Regions from separate parts of the Zea mays genome. Here region 2 is linked to region 1. The links are chromatin contacts, called in public Hi-C maps. All regions are on one chromosome and are shown on one strand. The core of a region is the stretch at or near the end of the contact, and the rest is flanking DNA. Distances in the headings are between cores, read along the strand shown. Region 1 holds the start of LOC100284121 (zinc transporter 4). Region 2 holds the start of LOC100272647 (pollen-specific protein SF21).

Region 1 (5,460 bases), core at 1,907-4,406:
GGATCCGCCCCTCCGGCAAGGTCAACCGGATGAACTCACCTACGAAGGGGTCGGCCTACAAATACCACACAAAGCCCTAACAGAGTTGAAGGCGTCTGACTTCGTCGTATCGGCAAGAGCGATGGGTCCACGTCTCCATGGGCAAAGATAGGAAGGTAGACGCCAGGTCCTCGCGCCATACAACCAATACGATATGGCACTCAACTACTCCGGGCCCACTTGTCAGTGACTAGAGAGTGTACCAATTCTAGTGTAACAAGGAAACTTGTACTAACAGTCCTGTAATTTCCCCGTTATAGAATGCATGTCGGGAATATAGTTGGTAGCTGGGTGTGTAACAGTACTTGGGCCCACCGACTCCCAGCTACTCCTATAAATACCCACATCATGTAGCCGCACAGGGCACGCTTGACAAGACATTATGTGCTCTCAACTTAATATTTTGTCGTGCCCCCTAACTCACCGCGCTCGAGTGTTTGGCCCCACAGTTTTCCGTCCCAACATTCGGTGCCCACCGTTTGTGCTCCAAAGATTAACACCCATGATGGCTCCTATAACCACCAGGGCCAGCTCATCCTTGGACAAGGCTAGAAAGGTAGCCCTCAAGTACAAGAAAGGCAAAGCAGCCCTCACAGACAACACCTATCCTCTCGTAGCTGAGAACAATGGAGTAGAAACAATCAACAACAAGCACCCTCACACTGAAGACTCGCCTACACCAGAGGGCAGTGTCCACACTTGCATCTCCGAATGCCTCCCACGCAATGACTCGCCACCCGGATTACCACCCATGGGAAACCTCCTAGCCCAATGAACTCAAAAACATATTTAGAACTTTTCAAAAAAATTTATGTACCTCCAACAATAGATTTTGAATTTAGAAAAAAATTATTTAAATTTATCGGAAACTTCTACAAGGTATATTAACAGGTTTCAAACACTTTTCGCACATAGAAACACTATGGAACGACATGAATGCAACAACCAAAGTGCCTCTAGGGCTCACTTCACTAGGCTTACGCCGATATATAACAAAATAGCTCTCCTTTATTTTAATAGAGGGAAAAGAAAAGCGAAGAAAGGAAAGAGTAACACCTGAATTTTGAGTATAGAGCAAAGAAATTTTTATACCCGAAAATTTAGGGTGTTAGACTACAGCAAAATACTACTCATGTTGACAATCACTCATCATCAAGCCAAACTAATAGGCACAAGTCAACTGTGTTCGCAAATAGGCATATGCAACGTATCTAAAGGTTCAAACCTCACAATTTTACCCTTTTTGCACACAGTTGCATTTCTAGGCCTATTTTGAGCACATTTGGACTTAGAAACCTCCTAATTGTGTCCGAGTGAACCTATACTCATACACTTAGCAAACGAGTTAGTCCACGATGTTGTGTTGGTCATTCAATCACTAAAATAGGTAGAATTGGCTATCTAGCCCATTTTCATTTCACATGTGCAGAGTGTAAAACTGGTTAGTCAGTCGTGCTGATGGTCAAGAGCAATCTTGGAATTCTCATATATTATAGTTTTACAAATTCAAAACACCGAGGGGCTGATGCTCGTGATAAAATGTTCACCATGAGAATTAATGGATGGTTTATTGTGGGATGCAATGAACGTGTTTTCTAGGGTTACTTTACTGTAACATTTTACCATAAGACTTGGTGAATGGTTCACTGTGGGATGCAGTGAACATTGAAGTTATTGTGTTGTAATGAAGTTTTACATGATAAATGTTTTACGAAGAGGGATTCGTACGCTTTATAAGTGCAAATAAAACTTGACCAAAGCAACTGCTCTAGCTAGTCCACCATATAGCCAGTCCACTTTTATCTAAAATGAGATACTTGCTGAGTTTGAAAGTACTCACTCTTGTCTTTATCCACTCCACCCTATGTATTCCTTGTCGAGATGAAGGATAACGAGTGTCCTATGCCCAAGAGTTACATGACTATGGCAAGATCTAGGCTTGTGATCAACTAGTGGTCTGTGGAGCGTTTACTGGTGGATTGAAATAATATCGTGGTCGTGCAATAAATATTTTGTTTCGTTATTAATAAAGCACTGTGTTGATATAATCCATTGTATAACGTCGCTATACATGTGATCCTTAATCTGATTACATTTGTAATGGACATTCGAGTTTGTCTTTAAAATTGGATGTGACAGTCAAGAAGTGGTATACAATTTTCACAAGTTCATCGAATTGGAGTTGATGAAGTACGCCTCACAAGCTCTACCTAAGATTATCTTTAGCGGTTATCCATACACATACCAATATTCAAAGTTTACCCTACCAACAATACATTGTATATGACCATATGACTGAACTGGTGGACACATCTAAAGTGTCATAGAGGGTGTTTGGGATGGCTCTAGGTTCCATCTCCAGTGTGGAGCTGTAATTTATAATATTAATTCAAATAGTTTTAAAAATATTTTTAATCTAAATGGTGAACGAAATGATTTATCTAAATGTCTTTTAATGACTTACAACTTCAGCTCTACGATTTTTTAGAGCACCTAATAATCTACTTTATCGACTTCACCAAATTTTATGGATCTTAAGCTATACTAAAGAGGGCCATAAATTGACTTAATTCGTGCTAAATACCATGGGCAAATGGTGAGCAACCAGGAATCTGGCGACCCGGGGGACCTCGTAGCGCCTCCGCGTGGGCCCCACGACACTTCGTCACTATGTCGACATGGTTTGGCCACGCCCCCACAACTCAATGCACGCCTTCACCACGTGACCTCCACCGCTAACACTTATCTGCCACCATAGTCCCTATCAATAGGGCCCCGCTTACCTGGGTCCCACAGATCAGACATATACCCGAGAAAAGCACCGCACAAGCTTCTCCGTACGTGGGGTCCAGTTAGTTATGCGGATACGGCCGCGAGGTCCCGCATCCAAATGCTAACGACATGGAGACAGCATCTACACCGTTCATAGAACAGATCGACGGCTGACTTTCCTCCTCGCTCATTGACACGGCACGGCCATGACCGTCACAAGCCTTCCTGATCCCACATGTCAGTGACTCCCAGGCGTAAACCACCTGGGTGCCGCGGTGGCGGTCGATGTCGCGGACGCACCATTTCGATGTTGGGTGCACAGTGCACTCGCACCACCATGACGACATCCCCTCTCTTTTCCGCTCTTTCCCCTGCGACTTCAACCTCTCTCAATCTCCTCTCCTTGTCCACTGGCTTGGGCGTGCCTTTGCGTGCGACGGGAGCTAGGAATCCACGGCATCGGAAAAGTGGCCGCCTGAAGAACCGATTTCTCCAAGATTTTGTTGTCCGTCCTATCGCTTGCAGGATCGGATTCGCCGTCTCTGGCCATGGTTCTCGCCGGCCTCCGCCGGCACGTCGGCCAGTTCTTGACCAGCAGTAATGGTACGCAATTCGGTTGCTTTTCGAGCTTTTCTTCGGTCCTTGCGCCGTCCAGCGTTGAGATTGACGGCCTGATGTGGTGCGTGCGCAGAGCTTATGGCGGCGTCGCTCTCGGCCGTGAGCTGCGCGGACGAGGTGCAGAAGGCGGAGGGGGCGGGGTGCCGTGACGACGCCGCGGCGCTGCGGCTCAAGAAGGTGGCCATGGCGGCGATACTGGTGGCCGGGGTGCTCGGGGTGGTCCTGCCGCTCGCGGGGCGGAAGCGGCGCGCGCTGCGCACGGACAGCGCCGCGTTCCTGGCGGCCAAGGCGTTCGCCGCCGGGGTCATCCTGGCCACGGGGTTCGTCCACATGCTTCACGACGCCGAGCACGCGCTGTCCAGCCCGTGCCTCCCCGCCGCGCCGTGGCGACGGTTCCCAGTGCCCGGGTTCGTCGCCATGGCCGCTGCGCTAGCCACGCTGGTGCTCGACTTCCTTGCCACCAGGTTCTACGAGGCCAAGCATCGCGACGAGGCCGCGCGCGTCAAGGCGGCGGCGGCCGCCGCACTGGTTGCGACCTCCTCTGGGAGCGACGAGGACATCACGGTGGTCACCGTCGATGAGGACGAGCGCAAGGCCCCGCTGTTGCAAACGCACTGCCATGGACACGGTCACAGCCACAGCCACAGCCATGTGCATGAGCCGGTGCAGGTAGAGGGTAGCGAGGCGGAGGTGTCGGCACATGTGCGCTCCATTGTCGTGTCACAGGTGCTTGTTTGATCGATTCATTTGGGATGCTTTGGTGTTTCATCGTGCACGCTGTGATAACCAGTGCCTTGGTTGCAGATACTGGAGATGGGGATTGTGTCACACTCTGTGATCATCGGATTGTCACTGGGAGTGTCGCGGAGCCCATGCACAATCAGGCCACTTGTCGCAGCACTTGCATTCCACCAGTTCTTCGAGGGGTTTGCACTAGGTGGGTGCATTGCTCAGGTGAGAATTGCAGTCAACTGCGGTTGAGAGCTGATCCGTTCTCATGACTTGATCAACAATTGATTTGCCATGTTTTAATAGCAGCCTGCTGTATAATTTTGCACATACTGTTGAAATTCTTGATTTTCTTGATACTCTGCACACTGTACTGTAAGTACATTACTTTCATGTGAGGCTTGCTCCTTTATCAATTTGATGGTTGGGCAATCGGCCTTTAAGAACATGGACCCATCCTTGAAAGTTCAGGATTCAAACATTTGGCTTCAATAATATAACTGAGCATTGTACATTGTTGGAATATATTTCTCTCTCCCAATTTATGCCTGTTTATCCATGTAAATGGCCACCTTCGATTTAACTTCTAAAATAAACTATGGTTGTCTAGTACTTTGTGAATACCCGCCAGCCGAAAATTTTAGTACTTCATGAAAAGTATTGCGGAGTTATGACAATTAGGTTGGATGTCCATTTACTGATTAGATTGCTTCAGCACTGAATGGTCCCAGAAAAAAAAATACATGGTGATGTCTATGCATTACTACTTAGTTACTTTGTCTTCCCTTTTTTTTCCTTTAATTTCTTTTTTCCTTCACTTCTTCTACTGTGCTGCTTCCTTTTCTTACTTCAATTACTAATGGAGACACTACCACATTTCTCCCAACAGGCACAATTCAAGAACCTTTCAGCAGTTCTAATGGCATCTTTCTTCGCCATCACAACACCGGCAGGAATAGCTGCTGGGGCAGGCATGACCACATTCTACAATCCCAATAGCCCAAGGGCCCTTGTGGTCGAGGGCATTCTTGACTCGGTATCTGCTGGCATTCTCATATACATGTCACTAGTGGATCTCATTGCTGTAGATTTCTTGGGTGGAAAGATGACAGGGACCCTGCGACAGCAAGTGATGGCATACATCGCATTGTTCCTCGGTGCGCTCTCTATGTCATCACTTGCAATATGGGCTTGAGACATGACCTTGATTAAATATCAGATAAAAGGTGAAGCAGTGTCCATATAAAATTTCTGGGGTATATGTACAGTTTTAATGTGTAGTATCTTGTTGTATGGTAGCTT
Region 2 (5,460 bases), core at 1,533-4,032, 360 kb before region 1:
CTGGTTCAAAAGGCTTGCTTGCCAGTGCTACAAACTGATACCAACCCGGGTCTTTATCGGCTTCAGCTTCACACCCATACTCTCAGGAGACAGCAGCTCAGGCGATATACAGCATGGGCTCAGTGGACTGCGAGGGCTGCTGCTTAGCTGATACGGCCTGTAGAGCCCGTATCCCATGAGGAAGTACTCCATTGGCATCACCATCGCGTGGGGCTGCTCCTCGGTCACAAGGGAGCCACAGTCCTGCACCTGCAGTTAACTAACTCGTCTGAGCATCCGCCTTTGTTCCAGACATGTTTCTATCAGGAGATGGCATCACACATATACACCCAGACACATTACCTCAACTAACGCGCAGTATCTGCGGTCCAGTTTTGTGGCCATGTGGATAGCATCCTCGTGGAACTGTGAGCTCTCCCCGACGAAGATCAGCGTGCGGCATTGCAGCTTCTTTAACGAATCTGTTAAGTCATGCCTCCTGGTGGAGAGGAAACCCGTATGAGCATCAAGGTTCCAGAGATGAATTCTCTCGTTAAAAAAAATAAAAAAAAATAAACGAATAGCAACATACTCGTTTATTGAGTGAAGAAACCGCCAGATATTTTCGCCCTGCTTGTCATCAAGTAACTGCATATAAAAATCAACAGTAAGCAACCACTAGTATTATACAACCAAGAAAATATACAAACTGAAAAAAAGAGAGGGAGGCTAACACTTCTACTGGCTCGCACTATGTCGGATTCAGGACACTGTGCATCCCCACGCAGCTTCTGCAGACTCATATCAGTGCGTCAGTTAATGGAAACAATAGACTACGGGTCCCAAGAAAACAAGACGAGAATATTGAGATCTTAACCAACCTTGCTAAAGTACCGTTGAAGCAAGCACTCCTTGACCAGGCCTTGATTCCCGTAGTAATAAAGCAAATTTAATAACACCTGTTGTATGATCTGTCATTATTAGTACTCATTAGCATTAGAGAGAAAACGGTAAGTTGTCACTGATAGATGTAAGTTACTTTATTATACAGCCACTCGCTCCACGACGGGGACTTGCACAGAGGGGAAACCAGCATCAATCCTATTACCCTCTCCCGGTATTTCGTCTATTGAAGAGTATAAAATCCTTGTTAACTCAACATAGGATAGTGATTTTGTATCAAGTTACAAGTCTGAATGAAGTGTGAGAACATACCGCAAAGAGAGTGAGAACATACGCACCAGCGGTGACACCAAGGCACATCACAGATCCTAAACTGAATGAAGTGTGACTAAAATCAGATCCATGGGGTTACCGAATGAGTAGCTTTCAAGAATGAAGAAGCCATGCATTAGGACTACAATGCCATGCCACAACACAGTACCTGAAGAAATCAAGCACATCTGCGACTTGATCAGCGAGATCATCAACAGATGGCACCGGCACATCTGACGACATTGGAGCTGCTCCCATCTGTAGGACTCTTAACAAAAGCCACACAGCAAAGATCATGTAAGTAACCAACTCGAAATACAGACGCAGCACACCTTGTCACAGGGATTGAACCAGCATCACTGACCTCGTGTCCCTGGGGATTGATGTGGTAGACACAGAAGTTGTGTAGCAGCAAAGACGCCACTTCCGGGCAGAAGAAAAATGCTTGGAAACAGGACAGGTCTGCCCAAGCCAATTGGGAACAGCGAGATATAAACAATGTTCAGTCATGCCAGTTATCAGTGAATCAGAAAAAAAAAATCCTCGATCGACAGCACTTACAGTTCAGAGCTACATCCGGGTACGTTATAAGCGCTGGCTTGTCCTCGTCTCCGTACACGGCAACGGTTACAGAACCACATCTCGTCCTCACAAGATGATCCTGGGGAAGAAGAAGAAAAAGTAGTCACCTTTTAGCAGCTATTTCAGCGGCACTGACCACACCAAGCCAAAAAGAAGAACAGAAAAAAAAATGAGAGAACAGCATGGAAGTGGAACAGACAAAGTTTGGCAGATTTCGGATGACTCCCATAATAACAGATGAACACATTGACCAAATACAGGTAGCAGTTTCAAGAACAAACATTAGAATTCCGGCATGTTCATCGTATAACACAAGCACATAGCTATAAAAATGAAATGAACATTGCAGAATTCTGTGCACCTGTGGTTGACAGAGAAGACAAAAAGACAGCAAAACTTTCGGGTTACAAAAAAATCATCACCGAAAAGCGAAAGCGTTTGACGACATGACAGACGAAAACGTATTACTATATAAATAAATTGAGTTTCACCGAACCAGTGATCTCTATCTCTCTAAGCAGAATGAAAAGGCTAGACTCTACACAACAACACATAAAGAAACCAAACTCAGTTCAATTGCCATCTAATAAACTAACTGAAATCAACCAGTACAAAAAAAAAAAACAGAACCGCGCGGCCCAAAATTGAAAGCCAGAGCGGAAAAGGCATCTCCATCTGGAACGGAAGCACGAAAAGAGCCACATGTCGTCGGACCTTGCCGCCGAAGGAGATCCGCTCGACGTCCACCGACACGGAACCGGAGCCGCTTGATTCCGCCATTGCTCCTTCCGCGACCCCCCGGACCCGTCCTTCTTCGGCTCATACCGCCTCTCCGCCACCGCGCGTGGGCGCCTGTATATATACGGCGCCGCATGCTAGCGCTCCTGCTCGGCTGCTCGGTTGGCCACCGACGAACCGACGAGGGGTCAAACTCACCGGGTGGGTCGTCGTACCCTGCCGCCTAACCCAGCAGGCCCCGAGGCCCAACTGTTTGGGATTGGATTAGTTGCGGCCGCACTTGCTCACGTCGCCGTTCCTCTTACCTCTGGGGCCATGCTGTCACTGACCGTCAGACCTGGCCTGGGTGCCTGGGAGTCCTCAGGCTCGCTCGCACTGGGGATAGTGGGGAAACAGTATTTTCTCCGCGGTGGCGTAGAGCTGCTTGGTTTGCTGTCAGGCGATGGTTTAGAGCCATTGGCAATTTTGCCATTATCATTTGTGGGCTTCGCCAATATGTCATCGGACCCACAAATCATAGACACAGACGGTCCCACCAGTCATAGACACGGGATGACATAATAACATGCAGCCAAAATTGAGAGTGACAAAATAGCAAAATAGCCTGATGGTTTATATGTAATATGAAAAACTGTTTGGTTTACTCATCGATATTTTAGGCATAAATGTCACTTTGGGAAACAAGACAACAACAAATTTTTTTTACTACAGAGTCCTTCATTGATGATATTGCACATGTTTCACTGTTAGAAAATGACATCTTAGGGCTAGTTTGGGAACCATAATTTTCCGAGGGATTTTTTATTTTCCTAAGGTCTTGTTTGTTTTCTTTCATTTTGAGGAATTGGAATCTTACTAGTGGAATATGTTATTTTTTTTAGAATGTGACATTCCACCACTTTCCAAAGTTATCATATAAGCCTACCTCAAATTCATGGGGTGAGAGATGAAAATTGATTCTATTGATTTACATGCTATGTTTCCGATGTACAACTTATATCACACTCTTCTACTTGCTCCGCTATAACATAAATTTAGTATATAACTATCTCTCTCATATGATTTAGAATAATATATAAATATATTACATATATAAATATATGAACTTAATTAGTTTTGTCTAAATTATAATTATTAAAATGGAATTCAATTCCAACGAAACAAACGGGGCCTAAGAAAAATTAGTTCATTTTCTCATGGAAAAATAGAAATTCCTTAGAAAATTGAGGTTTCCAAACTAGCTCTTATCATTGGGGTTTTCAGAAAAGAATGTTTGAAAGGCCTTATTTCAAATGGAACATAATATTAGGCTCTAGAGTCTCTGAGTCTCATAGGTTCCTGCCCGAGTTATGCCATGTGTTTTGGGATTTAATAAAACTCTATCTCGTGCCTCTATCTTTAATGAATTATATAAAGGTAAACGTTCTCTTATTTAGTTTTAACTTAACTTTGGTATGATTATATTATTATCAAAGGGAAAGTAAGCTACAAAAATTTAGCAATTCAGACCTATATGTTTGTTGAATGCCAGCTTCAAGATTTTCACAAATGTTTTGCCTAATCGAATAACACTAGTGACTCCAAAGGTGATTCAACCATCACAACCAGATTTTGTAAAGGGTAGGGATATTTTGGAAGGAGTGGTCATCCTGGTTAAAACCATACATTGTGAAAATTAGATGGGATAATCTTAAATCTAGGATTTGAGAAATACTATGATAATATAAAATGGTGTTTGAGGATGAAAGTTTTTTTTTGCCAAGACGGTGCAATTGGATCAATCAAATTATGAGGGTGTCAATGTTAGTATTAAAGTCAATTGTGATATAGAAAATTTCTTCCAAACTATAAATGTATAAAACAAGGTGATCCATTATCTCGTATCATATTCCAGCAACCTTGATTTTTTTAGCTAAGCCTAATGGAAAATCAGAATTGGTATAGGATGGATTATCTATCCTCTAGTATGTCGATGATACTAGCCTGTTTCTCGACAAAGACAGGATTAAAGCTAAACACCTTAATCTACTGTTTACTACGTTTTGAGCAATTGTCTAGGCTAAAAATTAATTTATACCAAAGTAAGTTGTTTTATCATGGAGCAACTAAGGATTGTGAACATACAACTATTTGGTTGCAAAGTAGGTGGGCTTCCATTGCGTTATCTAGTCATACCTATGAATCATACGAAATTATCAAACAAAGGTTGGTCTTCCATTAAGGTTGAGGAGAAGTTCTAGAAAAAAAACTAAGTAGATGGAACGACATGTTACTGATGGTTGTACGGAGGCTTGTCTAAATTAACTCGATGCTAACTTGTTTAGCCATGTTCATGCTATCTTTTTTGAGATCCCTAGAGAAATCCTATACAAACTTGACTTTTATCGTTCTTGTTTTTTTTTTAAAAAAAATATGATGAACACAAAATAAATATCAACTAGATAAACAAAGTACTCTTTATATACTGAATGATTCTGGTGGAGTAGGCATAGAAAACCTATATATTCAAAATAGGTGCCTATTGAGTAAATGGTTTCTTGAGCTCATAAATGAAGATGGAGTATACAAAACTCTTCTAAGAAAGAAATGTTTATCTAATAAACGTATAACACAAGTACAACATTGTATAGGCGAGTCTGATTTTTGGTCCAACAATTTGAAAGTTAAAGAAGATTTTCTAGACGGTGGATGCTTTAAAGTAAAAAGTGGGGAATAAGTCAGATTTTAAGATGATATTTGGTTAGGATACAACTCTTAGAAAGACATATCCTAATCTTTATAGAACTATAGGAGGTAAAAGTATGAAATTGTGGCGAATGTGACTGTATCACTTAATGTATTTTTTTACAAGAGGTTTGGTAAAGACAAATCTAAAACTCTTGGTATGACTTGGTGTTCAAAGTTGTCCTAATAATCTTACAATGGGTAAAGACATTTTTGGTGGAA

The links. Hi-C and Micro-C count contacts between places; a contact is called where the count stands out from the background.
Region 2: a Hi-C map of leaf shows a contact between it and region 1, with 6 times the contacts expected there. The contact joins the promoter of LOC100272647 here to the promoter of LOC100284121 in region 1. A contact is called at or near these places in 3 of 25 Hi-C or Micro-C datasets (ear and leaf).

The regions. Positions count from the first base shown.
Region 1 is chr6:143,198,622-143,204,081 of Zm-B73-REFERENCE-NAM-5.0, reverse strand. It overlaps LOC100284121 (zinc transporter 4), which reads left to right and starts at 3,156. Exons shown (of 4, transcript NM_001157018.2): 1 at 3,156-3,414; 2 at 3,503-4,155; 3 at 4,234-4,383; 4 at 5,048-5,460. The coding sequence starts at 3,360. The coding sequence ends at 5,353.
Region 2 is chr6:143,558,334-143,563,793 of Zm-B73-REFERENCE-NAM-5.0, reverse strand. It overlaps LOC100272647 (pollen-specific protein SF21), which reads right to left and starts at 2,782. Exons shown (of 11, transcript NM_001147105.2): 1 at 2,491-2,782; 2 at 1,756-1,855; 3 at 1,559-1,656; 4 at 1,364-1,452; 5 at 1,195-1,255; 6 at 1,019-1,105; 7 at 861-938; 8 at 714-770; 9 at 572-627; 10 at 343-478; 11 at 1-249. The coding sequence starts at 2,556. The coding sequence ends at 28.